2 separate regions of the Rattus norvegicus genome follow, and region 2 is linked to region 1. A link is a contact called in public HiChIP or PLAC-seq data. All regions are on one chromosome and are shown on one strand. The core of a region is the stretch at or near the end of the contact, and the rest is flanking DNA. Distances in the headings are between cores, read along the strand shown. Region 1 holds the start of Got1 (glutamic-oxaloacetic transaminase 1). Region 2 holds the start of Slc25a28 (solute carrier family 25 member 28).

Evidence for each region. HiChIP or PLAC-seq counts read pairs in DNA pulled down with a chosen protein or histone mark.
Region 2: an H3K27ac HiChIP or PLAC-seq map of oligodendrocytes shows a contact between it and region 1, with 4 times the contacts expected there. The contact joins the promoter of Slc25a28 here to the promoter of Got1 in region 1. A contact is called at or near these places in 1 of 12 Hi-C or Micro-C datasets (the A7r5 cell line) and 1 of 1 datasets of contacts at active chromatin or transcription factors (oligodendrocytes).

What each region holds. Positions count from the first base shown.
Region 1 is chr1:252,327,247-252,333,096 of GRCr8, forward strand. It overlaps Got1 (glutamic-oxaloacetic transaminase 1), which reads right to left and starts at 2,625. Exons shown (of 9, transcript NM_012571.2): 1 at 2,423-2,625. The coding sequence starts at 2,540.
Region 2 is chr1:252,488,946-252,494,795 of GRCr8, forward strand. Slc25a28 (solute carrier family 25 member 28) reads right to left here and starts at 2,397. Exons shown (of 4, transcript NM_001109515.1): 1 at 1,992-2,397. The coding sequence starts at 2,282.

The DNA.
Region 1 (5,850 bases), core at 1,375-3,874:
TAAGCCCACCCGCTCCATAAGCAGTGAAAACCAGGACCCGCTGCTCTGTTTAATGACAAGAAAGCTATTGAAATCAGTCCAGTGAGGAGAAAAATCTCCCGGGAAGCTATCTGCAAGTAGGAACCAGCTAATGAGATTACAAGGGCAGTTTATTCTAAAACTGCCCAGCACTGACAGATAGAACCCGAGAGGGAGCTCCATTACCTTTGGCCTTGGGAGGAGCAACCTTTTCAATCAGTAATTAATTAATTTCCTTCACAGAGAGTGTACTGAGGGGTGTGTGTGTGTGTAAGTACAACAGGACAGACACAGGCAGAAAGAGGCCTTTCATTCCCCTGTTTTGATCACTCCTCTGTGAGCATCTATCACAGAACAGAACAGGTCAAGGGCAGGATCACATAGGCCATAGGGCCAGATCACACTTCACACGTAATGGTTCCTGGCTTGTTGGCCCTTGGTTAATTGTTGGGGTCAATACTCCTACACTGTAGCACTACCCTATTAATCGCTATTAGTCGAATGGTGGAGGTGCTGGGAAACCTTGGAGTGGATTTTTGATAGATTCTAATTGTCATTCATTCCTGTCACCTCATTCTTCCTCAGCTTCAAAGACATCAGCCAACCTCTGTCAGAGCCATAGGCACCCAGGTCTCATGCCTCTTCTCTCTGCAGGTTAGTTACTGGTTACCCCCAGGCCAGCTAAAATATCCCAAGCAGAGAAGGGTCCAGAGACCCTGAGGCCTGAGGCCCGCCCAGAATCCCATCTCTCCTACGGGTCAAACTATGCTTTCTTACTGGGCTTCAGCCTCCTTCCTTGCAAACAGGGGAGCAAGAAAACAACCTCCCATAATTGCTGTAGGCAGAACGAACACTCACACGCGTAACTCATGTTCTTGGGTTCCTGGAAACAGTGACAAAGTCGGGTCACTGCTGAGAGATGGGTATCTCAACGAAAGGCTGACTCCGGCCGTCTGGACTGGAAGTTTTTGTGTTCGAGAATATTTCATTCCTGAACCGATGTCCTAAGTTTCATTTTTTGGTTCTTAGGCTGAAAAATTTGTACAACGTCTTTCAAGGGGCCACTCAAAGAAAGGACAGACAACAGCAGAAATACCTCACACGTACATAACTCCTACTTATATACCAGACACCCCCCACCCCACCCACACACACAAAGCACTGATTGCATTAAGTCGCCACAAAAGCCCTGCAAGATTGGTCAAGCAATCGACCTTGCTAGCTCTCCTATCTACATTAGGCTGTAAACAAACACGCGGAGGTTCTGGGCTGGGTTTAAATAAAGAGCTTATATGGTGACCATTGTGGTTTTTATCTTTCAGTATTTCTCCTGTTCTGCTGGCTGCTAAGAACATCAAATTTCTCTCCATTGGCAAAACAACTAATACGGACCTTTTTATGTTTTATTTTGAGAAGTTTCAGGCACACACAGAAGTTGAGAAAATAGGATCTATCACTTACGTCCAGGCACCATCCATAAAACATCACTTTAGGGTTTTCTCTCATGACAGTGCGTGGGGGGAGGGAAGGAGGGAGGGAAAGAGGGAGGGAGGGAGGGAGGGAGGAGGGAGGGAGGGAGAGAGAGAGAGAGAGAGAGAGAACACGAGGGCTGTGTGTGCACATCCTCTCTAAGAACTTAGATTCTGAATCCCCTTCACCTCACTCACCCTCTACTGCAAAACAATCCCATCTCTTCTTTCTAATGTTCTAGCGCTTTCGGTTCCGCTTGGTTCCCTACTGAGGGCATCATTCTGCTCACTTCTCTCTCCTTGGCTGGCCTCTGCACGTGGCCAAACGCAAACCAAGCTCTGTAGAGCTTCAAACATCAAGACGCCAGTTATGACAAAGTCGCTGGAGGCTCGAGTTAAAGGGCTTTAGAGACTTTACAACATAAAGGTCCTTGGAGGAAGGCTAACTTGGTTCAAGGCAAACAATCGGGAGATGAAGACCCAGATGTGTGAGGTCTGAGCTGGGCTCTCACCTCATCTGCTCCACTCTGAGAATAAACCAAACCTACATCTTCCTCGTATGGGTTAACAGGCTTCCTAACTGGAGCCTGCAGCTCCATTAGGCTAACAGCTGACCATGACGCCAAAGCTACCAGACTTCTCTCTCCTTACCACCCCATGGTTGCTTTAGAACAAGTACTATATAGAAGACAGGGTGAAGAAACAAAAACGGCATGTGTCCCAGATGTTACACCTGTCCTGCGTGACCTTGAACACCGCCTCTTTCCAAGGACTCTGTATCGCCATCTGTGAAATGGGTAGGCTGGTGATGCCCTCGTGGTCCCAGCCTTCTCTCCCCAGTCCCCTCTCAGGGAGGCACCAAACTAAGCCTCAGTTCCTCCTAAGCCCACCTCCCCCCACAAAGCTGCTCGCATTCCAGGGCACTGCATCCTTACCTCCCACGCCGAGGTTAACCTTGCGGGGATCGGGATCATCCCGGAAGTCCGCAATGAGCTTAAAGACCAGAACCGGCGGGGCCTGTGGAACCTGGGCAAAGAATGATGGAGGGGCCATCGCGATGGAATCTGAGGGGACCTCGAGCACGAGCTGGGAGCTGCTCCGTGCGGTGCGGGGACCTGTGACTGGAGGAGACTCTCACCTTCACCGGCGGGCGGGGCAGCCCGCGGCTTCCAATGACCGAGCCGCGCCCGGAGCTTGGCAACGCGCTTAACCAATCACAACCTTCCGACAAAGAAGGGTTGGGCGGGACAAGGCTCTATTAGCCAATTCAAGAGGAGGATCTTATCGGAGGCTTGTATGATGCAACCAATGCAGTGGACACCGGAGGAGGCGTGGGCAAAGACTAGGATGATTGGCATAGCGTGTTCCAATCGCTGAGGCTTTTATTCCTTAGGGTGATGAGGATGATGCGGGTGGCGGGAGTCCCTAGAGGACAGCCTCCTGACCTTCTGGGTCCTGGAGACCTGGGGCGGTGGCCCGCCCTCGGGAATAGTAGAGAACAGGTCTTTCTGTACCAGCTGAGCAGGTGGCTGTCCCCGCCAGGCTCCGTTCCTGCGCACGTTCCTGCGTTAGCCAGGCCGGGCTGACAGCCAAGTCCCCGACACTGGACTCTAGTGGTCCGCCTGGACACGCTGTACCCGATCGCGGGTGACCTTGACCATCTCCACTCAGTGCTTCCGCAGAAAGAAACCTGGGGGTGTTGTCTACCTTGATCGCTGGCAGGAGAGACCCTGCAGAAGGTAAAGGGATGAGCACAGGCTAGTTTGAGAATTTTACCATCCCCGCCCCCACCCCGGTAGGTAACCGGGGCGGAGGAAGCCTTAGCCCTAAAAGACCTTCAAAGATCTAGTGAGGCCTCCCTGTGCAGTGTTCCTCCCACGCAAGCTGTCATCGATTGGCAGATCCCCAAACTGCTGCTGCCTTTTGTCAGGTCAGGCTGCTTCTTCCCCTGAGATTCTATTTCTGTCCAGATCCTTTCTCCACCTGTTGACCTTGAAGATTCACATCTGTCAGCCGTCCATAAAACCTTCTCTTAATACTCCGCCTGGTTAAACGTCTCTCTGTGCGTTGGGGCGTTTTGTTGCCGACGTTACAATTTTAGAAAGTATCCTGATGAGTAGGAGCCTGACTCTGGAGCCAGGCAAGTTAGGTATAGATGCTGGCTGCCACTGACTTACTTGGGGCAGGCCTGTTCCTGCTCTGTGAGATGGAGATAATAATGTTTTCCTCCGGGTTGTTGTGGGGATTAGGTGCGTTAAGACACATAAAGTGTTTAGTCGCACACAGTAAGTGCTCTCTAAATACTAGCTTTGTTATGACACAGGCTCCACACCCCCTCATAGATAGCCTGGGATCTGGGAAACCTTCCTCCGTTTCTTACACTGGATGTTCAACCAATGCTAGAAGCAGCCAGTTCCTTGGTGTTTTGTGAGAAGACAGCATCGAGGCTTCCTTTGGGTGACATGATAAATCTTCACATGAGTTTCCCATTCAGAGGGTAAACATAAGCCATCAAACTTTGGGCAGTGCTTGCTAAGGTTTTCTGTCTTTTTCTTTTCAAAAGCATCACCTTGTCTTTTTAAGGAAACCTCCCATCGCGTTTCATGAATGTTTTCCCCTAACAGTCACAAGCTAATTGTGAAGGTCCAACAACCAGGGTCGAGCACTTTCAGTGCGTCCAAAACTCACAGCCCGAGGGCAACTCTGCACCCTAGGCTTCCTAGAATTTAATTTAGAAGTGTGGTCTTCACAGCGTTAGGCAACAATGTCATGGTCACTCTCTGCGTCATTCCCAGGGAGAAAAGCAACCCTGGGTTACCTAAACACTGTCAGTTTGGCTAAGAACAAATAAATATTTCTCTGTGTGTGCGCATGTGCTCCGTTCAGTTAGGTACACAGCAGCACATATTGGGGGGGTGGGCCGGATTTGCACACGTCTGCATCTGGAGTAGGGGCCAAAGGTGAACATCAGGTGACTTCCTCAGTTGCTTTCCACCTTATTATTTGAGACAGGGTCTCTCACTGAACCTGGACCTCAGGTTCTACTAGACTCTCAGGTCAGTGGGCTTCAGAGACTTGCGGGTATCACGGAAGATACAAGCACACTTTCTCTCTCTCTCTCTCTCTCTCTCTCTCTCTCTCTCTCTCTCTCTCTCTCTCTCGGCCTCCACATGTGTGCTGGGGTTCCAAGCTCAGGTCCTGAGGTTTGTACAGCAAGCACTTAGCACTTTTACCGGACGAGTCATCGCCCCAGCCTCCAAATAAATACATATTGACTGCTGTCAGCCTAAAAACCTCCACAGTCAAACCTGTGTGATGGGTTGCTGGATAGTAGTTTTATGTCAACTTGACACAAGCTGGAGTCAAATGAGAGGAAGGATCTCAGTTGAGAGAATGCCACCATAAGATCCACCTGTAGGACATTATATTCATTAGTGATCATGGGAGGGTGGAGTGGCTCGCCCATTGTGGGTGGTACCACCTCTGGGATGGTGTCCTGGATTCTATTAGAAAGCACGCTGAGTAAGCGCGTGCGGGGTGGGGTGGGGTGGGGTGGGGTGTCAGTCAGTTCCCCTCCATGGCCTCTGCATCAGCTCCTGCCTCTAGGTTCTAGCCCTGCTTGAGTTTCTGTCCTGAGTTACTTCAGTGATAGACTTGGATGTGGAAGTGTAAGCCAAATAAACCCTTTCCTCCCCAACTTGCTTTTGGTCATGGTATTTCACCACAGCACTTGAAACCCTAACTAAGACAGATGTGGACAGATGTGGAAGGTGCTGTATACAGTTGTTATTCCTGTCCTGTACATAACACGTGAATTTTAGGGGCTTGGAAAGGTGGGGAAGGATGCCTGCCTTTTATATAGGATTTAAACGTCCTCCTCCCACCTCCTGCTCCCAGGAATGTGAAGCTCTTGGATTTTGCATTTAGAACTCTTCTGTCTTGAACCTTGTAAGCTATTCCCTGAGTAAAAGGCCAAGCTTGAAATAAACAAAATGCCTTCTAGGTCGTTCTAATTTTAACGATTTGACTTAGAATTGACTCAACACTGCCTCCTTGCTGAGGAAATGAGCCAAGCAAAGGGCTTATGAAGAGTAGAACCAGGCAGTCAACCCGAGTGGCCAGAGAAAGGGCAGGTGAGGTCAAAAGACGAGTCTGTAAGTCTCATGATCTTCTGACAAGCTTCTAAAACTGCTCGAGGAGAGTCCTACTGTCTCCTTTCTGTCTCCCACCCCACCCCACCCTCACCTCTTTTCTTCAAAAAGCAAAACTGCAAAAGAGGGATTGGGAGGCCACCTGGCAACAGCTGTATCTGGATCATTCCTTTAGAATATATTTCTTTAGAATATATTTCTTTAGAATATAT
Region 2 (5,850 bases), core at 1,147-3,646, 160 kb after region 1:
ACAGGGTCTTACTACATAGACCAGGCCGGCCTGGAACCTGATCTGCCTGCCTCTGCCTCCTGAGGGCTGGAATTAAGGGCACTCAGTGGGAGACAGGTTCTCCTACAACCTGGAACCAGTGCATCTGGCTACACTGGCTAGCTGGTGAGCTCTACAGATCTGTCTACTTCCCCAACACTGGGATTACAGAGGAGAACCACCATGCCTGGATTTTCGCATGACTGATAACAGACCAGTTATGACAAAGCCGCCTTCCCAATCCCATTTTTAAACTGTAGATGATCACACTGCATCCCATTAAATAGTTCTATTGCTTTCTCTGATCTGTCTTCCATGATACTTATCCTGAACACAGCACTCCAGAGCCTCGGCTGTATTTGGAGCTGAGAGGCGTTATTCTGAAGCGCAACTGTCTAAACTTTTGGATCTGTAGCATTCATTAACTCAAGACATCCAACCTACAGTCTATCGAATTCATGTCTGAATCACTATTCTATGTGTCCATTTCACAGTTCATCAGTGATTTCTCTCCTAAGGGGAGACACAGCAAGTTACCTGGGAAAAGCTGCTACCCAGGAACACCTCCAGCCTTAGCTCCAGTTCACAGTCTAAATTCTCTCCACTGCCAAGGACATTAAAATGCTCATGCTCACCTCAGTCGGGTGCACTGGGAGTTCGCCTGTAATGTGCTGGAAACACTGGCCAACTCAGTGTCATTCACAAAGTTCAGGAGCACTTTCTCCATTTCCTCTCCACAACCCAAACTCATTCACAAAGTTCAGGGGCACTTTCTCCACTTATTTCCTTATCCACTTTACTAACAGAGATGCAAAACAGTACAGAAACCAGGGGCCAGCAGAAGAGACGGATGTTGGCATCGCTGAAGCTGATGCTCTCCTAATCTGAGAAAACATCCATCAAAGAGCTGACAGGACAGAGCCCACCTAACTGGTGTAAAGAAAGCAACCGTTCTCATCAGCTGTTCAAGAAGCCCCTCGAAGTCACCTCCCCTGCAGTTTAGACTGCACCCTTCAGTAGCTGGCACCTCTACTAAAGCACCCACCCCCCACCCTCCCACCCATCCACCCCCAGGCTTCTTCCCAAGGACCTGACCTATATGTCTATTAACGGTCCTACTTGGTTGTGGATCCAACTGGCTTTACGTCCATCCCCGAGCACACCCTGATAATCTCGTTCTATTTCTTCCACATCTGCTTTTTAGTATCACCACACTTCCCTCCAGCGGTTTCCCTTTTTGTCAAATTCAGGGGCCCAAAGAAAAAGACTATCAGTTTCACCTCTGTTGTGTAAGGGCTGATGCGCTCCCTGGGCACAGAATCTTAAGCCCAGCTCAAGTTTTACGTTCAGGAAATAGATGGGCTATCAATCTTGCCTCACAGAGAAACCGAAACTGTTTTTCTTAACATGCCTTTTCCCATATCCATTCCAGTCTGGCACTCTCACTTTTGACTGCACGATGATTTTTCAACCACTCACGGGTTAAGATTTAATACGTACTTTTATCTAGCTGAGAGATCCCAGATTCCGGTTCCTGCCCCGACACTTTTAAGGGAAGACGCAGCACGGAGCTTGTAAAAGCACCGACCCGAAGCAACATCTCAAGCCAAGCTATCAAGAGTTCACCGTCTGATTTCATGCCAGCTGGTTTGTTGTAGACTTACCTGTGCTTCGGGATCCCCCCCCCCCCCATCTCATCCCTACTTAGTCCCAGTCGGGATCAAGTCATTGGCTGACAAGATTTTGCTTCGTCTCGACTCAGATCTCACTGACCGTTAGAAATAAGTCCTGGTTCCTGACTGAGCTCATCTCCCAGCCAGGACTTTGCACGGAGTATTGGCTCGAACCATGCGTAGAGGTAGGAGCCAGGAAGGAACCCATCAGCTCTGGGTCTCAGTCGGGATTCTGGGTCTAAACAAGGCTCAGGGTCCGGTTAGTCCCAAGTCGGGATCGCAGTCTGGTCCAGGTCTCACCTTGACGCAGTCGATCGGGTACATCACGCAATGCTCCAGGATCCCTGCCACGGCGCCCGCCACCATGTGCGTGGTGACAGTGGCTCCAGCCGGCAGCGCTTCGTATTCCGGACCGGACTCCGGATCCAGCCGTACAGGGGTCTGATAGGCCCCCGCCTCCCCGCCGCCGGCCCCCCGGCCCACGCCCCGCTGCAGCCACCCGTCCAGCAGCGCCGACTCCCCGGGGCTCCGCCCGGGCCCAGCAGCTGGTCCTCCCGCCACGCCGCCTGCACTCCGCCCCTCCAACTCCATCCACTTCGGCCAGCCGCGGCGCTCACTCGCGCCGCCGCTGCCGCCACTACTGCCGCCGCCCCCCGGCCCCGTTGCGTCCGCCTCAGGCGCGGCCCAGAGAGCCCGGGGCCTCCGGCTCCCGCTTGGCCCCGCGGACACGCCCCCCAGACAGCCATTGGTGCAGACCCCAGTGTGTCCCCGCCCCCCTTTTACGGAGCAAAATTGTATATGTGCTACTCGCCAGATAGCTTGTCATTACTCCCGTAGGTCCCACCCCTTCCCCTTTGATCTTGGAAGCGTCTTGTTTATTGGCCCTTGATTGGTGGACTTGGCCGATCGGCCCGCCCCTAGCGTTTCGGGGGCGGGAGAAACGTAAGGCTGAACTTTGATAGGCTCAACCGCTCTGGCTACTTTGACGGTGGCCATTGGCCCTGACCACTTCGTTCTTCCATTGGATGTGGAGAGAAGCGCCGGGAAAACAGGGACCGGCTCGGGCTGCAGCCGGGCGCCGCGGGGCGGCGTGCGTGGCGGCCTGGATTGCCCGGGTGAGGGGGCGGTGCTAGGCCTTCAAGGTCAAACCGCTGCCGGTTGCCGTTAAGACTCGTGCTCTGGCGTGCACCGAGTGTGGAGTAGCACGGTCGGACTGTTCCCGCGGGATCTCAGGCGGGGGCGGAGTCGGCCTGGATCCTGCGTCCCCTGGCACAGCTCAACCGGCCGCTAGGGGAGATCCGCGGCGAACCTCGGGTGGTTCTGGAGTGGTGTGCCCTTAGGGCAGCTTCGCTCGCCTTGGGCCTTCCACCTAAAGCCTCCCCGTGAACCCTCCAGTGGGTGGACGGATGATCTCTCATTGGGTGGGCACTGCGTTGGGAAAGGAGAAGGCGAAATGGGATGATTCAGAGGCGACGACAGGTGTCAGGGTCTTGGACCATCATCCCAATCGCAGCGGAGCAACTGCTGATGCCTCGAAGTGGAGCTTGTCCGGACTCAGAAATTGAGCATCTTATCCAGAGCTCGCTCGCTGATAAGCTGCACAGCTTTCGATGACTGTCCGCTCTTCTCTCCGGGACCGCTGATTTGCGGCTTGAGAACCGCTCCCCGGTTCTAAAATGATGCCTCTGACCACCACCTTGAGCAGAAGCAGGCACTGAAACGACGCTAAGAGCCTCAACCTCTACTGAGGAGTGAGGGCCCCTTCCCGCTCGTTCTGTAGGCTTCCTCAGGCTCCCTTCTGAGCGGCGTGTTTGCACACGCTTCCCTAGTTTCTAGCTCTGCCTTCACAACCATTTTAATGAGATGATGACGCAATTGCAAACTTTTCCATCTTTTCATAGCATTTCCTTAGAAGGGTAGGAGGCTTTTCCATTTTCTCTCTAAAGTGAGTCTCAACTACTCTTTGGCTGTGGTTACTAACGTTTATGTCGTGATCTCTTGGAAAATAAAGCTCTTAAGTTCCCAACCTCATCCCCAGTCACACATAAAATTGCATTTCACTTCAGGTTTCAGCGTGGAGGAGATTCCATTAACTCAGGTTAAGAAATCATACCCTACATCATATACAGTCTTCCTATTACCCTGTACTTTTCTTTTGAGAGATGAATAGATTTCACAAAAAGGACCCCCTCGGTCCTGTTAAAATACCAGTTTTCTTTCCTGTCAAATTGTTTCAATAATGATTAGTGCCTACTATGTCCCGTCTCTCCTTATCATATTTACTTATTTTATGGTCATAAAATGATCCAAATTCAATGACTTCTCCTGGTGAGAGATAGCACTTGTCCTACATTGACCCACACCTTTCTCCCCCAGGGAAGACTCCAGATACCAGCTTTTAGATTTCTAAGTCTCTTTTCACTTTGCTAGCCACTGATGTGGAGCATTCTTGGAGATTGTTTCTTCCCAGTCTTTAATACATTGCAGAATTTTGCCATTCCAAACCCATTTTCGTCCCAGAGGCCTTCTTTCTGTTTTTACTGTTATCTACTTGCTTGCTTTTGTGGCATTGGGGAGCTAGGGAATGTCCAGCCACTAACTGCTGTGTGGCAGGGTGGTTCTGTCTACTTAGAAACCACCAAGAAAGGCCTTTCTGAGGAGATGGCACAGAGAGTGGCAAGCAAGGGTCAGTGAGGAAAGATCGAGAGAAGAACATTCTAGAGGGAGAAACAGGTACATCCACCCAAACCACCCTCATGTGAGAACAAATTTCAGAAAAGTGAGGCTTCCCAGTTAGGGTTAGTGTATTTGTCACAACAGCTGACGTTTATGTGGACACATGCACTTTCCCAGAATGCATTTCTTCTCTCCCCTTTTAAAAATCAAAAGGTTCCTTCTTGAGGGTCCAAAACTTAACATTATCCTCCTGCGTCCCCAAGCCAGCATTGTACCCTGCATGAAATATGGATGTAGAATAAAATGAGACTGAACTGATTTCTGAAGCCAAACATGACAATTAAGTTTGATTTCTTTACTGTCACAGAGATGACGGTGAGAACTTGTGAGCTCCTAGGGTAATCAACAAAAGAAGGGACTTTTTTAAGTCTGGAAACTTTAGAGGAAGACTTCTGAAGGACACTTGGAAAAGAGTTTCAAGAGAATCTGTCTCCTGTTCTCTGTGCAGAATCTTTCCTAAAACACTTCATGGAATTGCTGGAGAGATGGCTCAGTGGTTAAGAACACTTTGTTGCCCCTGAGTGATGGTGGCACATGCCTTTAGTCACAGCACTCAAGAGGCAGGTGGATCTCGGAGTTCAAGACTAGCCTAGTCTACAGAGTAAGTTCCACCACAGTAGCCAGGGCTACCTCAGAAACCTTCTCTCTCTCTCTCTCTCTCTCTCTCTCTCTCTCTCTCTCTCTCTCTCACACACACACACACACACACACACACACACACACACACACAAAAGCACTTGTCACTTCAGGGTTTGATTACTAGCACCCACATGGCAGCTCTCATTTTCTATAACCCCAGTTCCAGGGGACCCAACATCTTGTTCTGACCCCTGAACCACAAGTGGTGAACATACACACACTTAAAATGAGTAAGGCTAAAGAGAAGCAAAAACCTTTGTCCCGGAAAAGCTGTCAAAGCAAGGCAGTTCTTTCCTTTTCTTGTATCTCAGTCCTACCTTTACAAGAGAAAGGGTGACCTCACCTCTTCACCTTGCTGATTCACTCCTAAGGGACAAAAAACCCTCCTGAGTTGTCGAGGGATTCCAATATTGGCCAGTTTCCCCTCCTTTATGCACAATTGTAGACTTCATGTCTTTCCTGATTTAAATATATTCTCCTTAAGAGCAAAATTTGTACTTTGACCCTATTAGATATTTCTTTCCTGCCCCCCTCTTGTGTGTGGGTGTATGTGTGTAGCTGTGGATTTTTAATTTATGTCACCTAGTCTAACAACCCCTGCCTACTTTCAAAGGATATGTTACTCCATTCCCTGAGATCAAAAAGTACACTATAAAACACAGTGGTGATGTCTAATCTCATTCAGGTAGGAGCTGTGTCTTATTCTGGGATTAGGATGTTCCTGATTTATACATTTTAGTGATGAAAGTTAAGAATGTACTGCAGAAGCAGTGCCCTGCTGCTT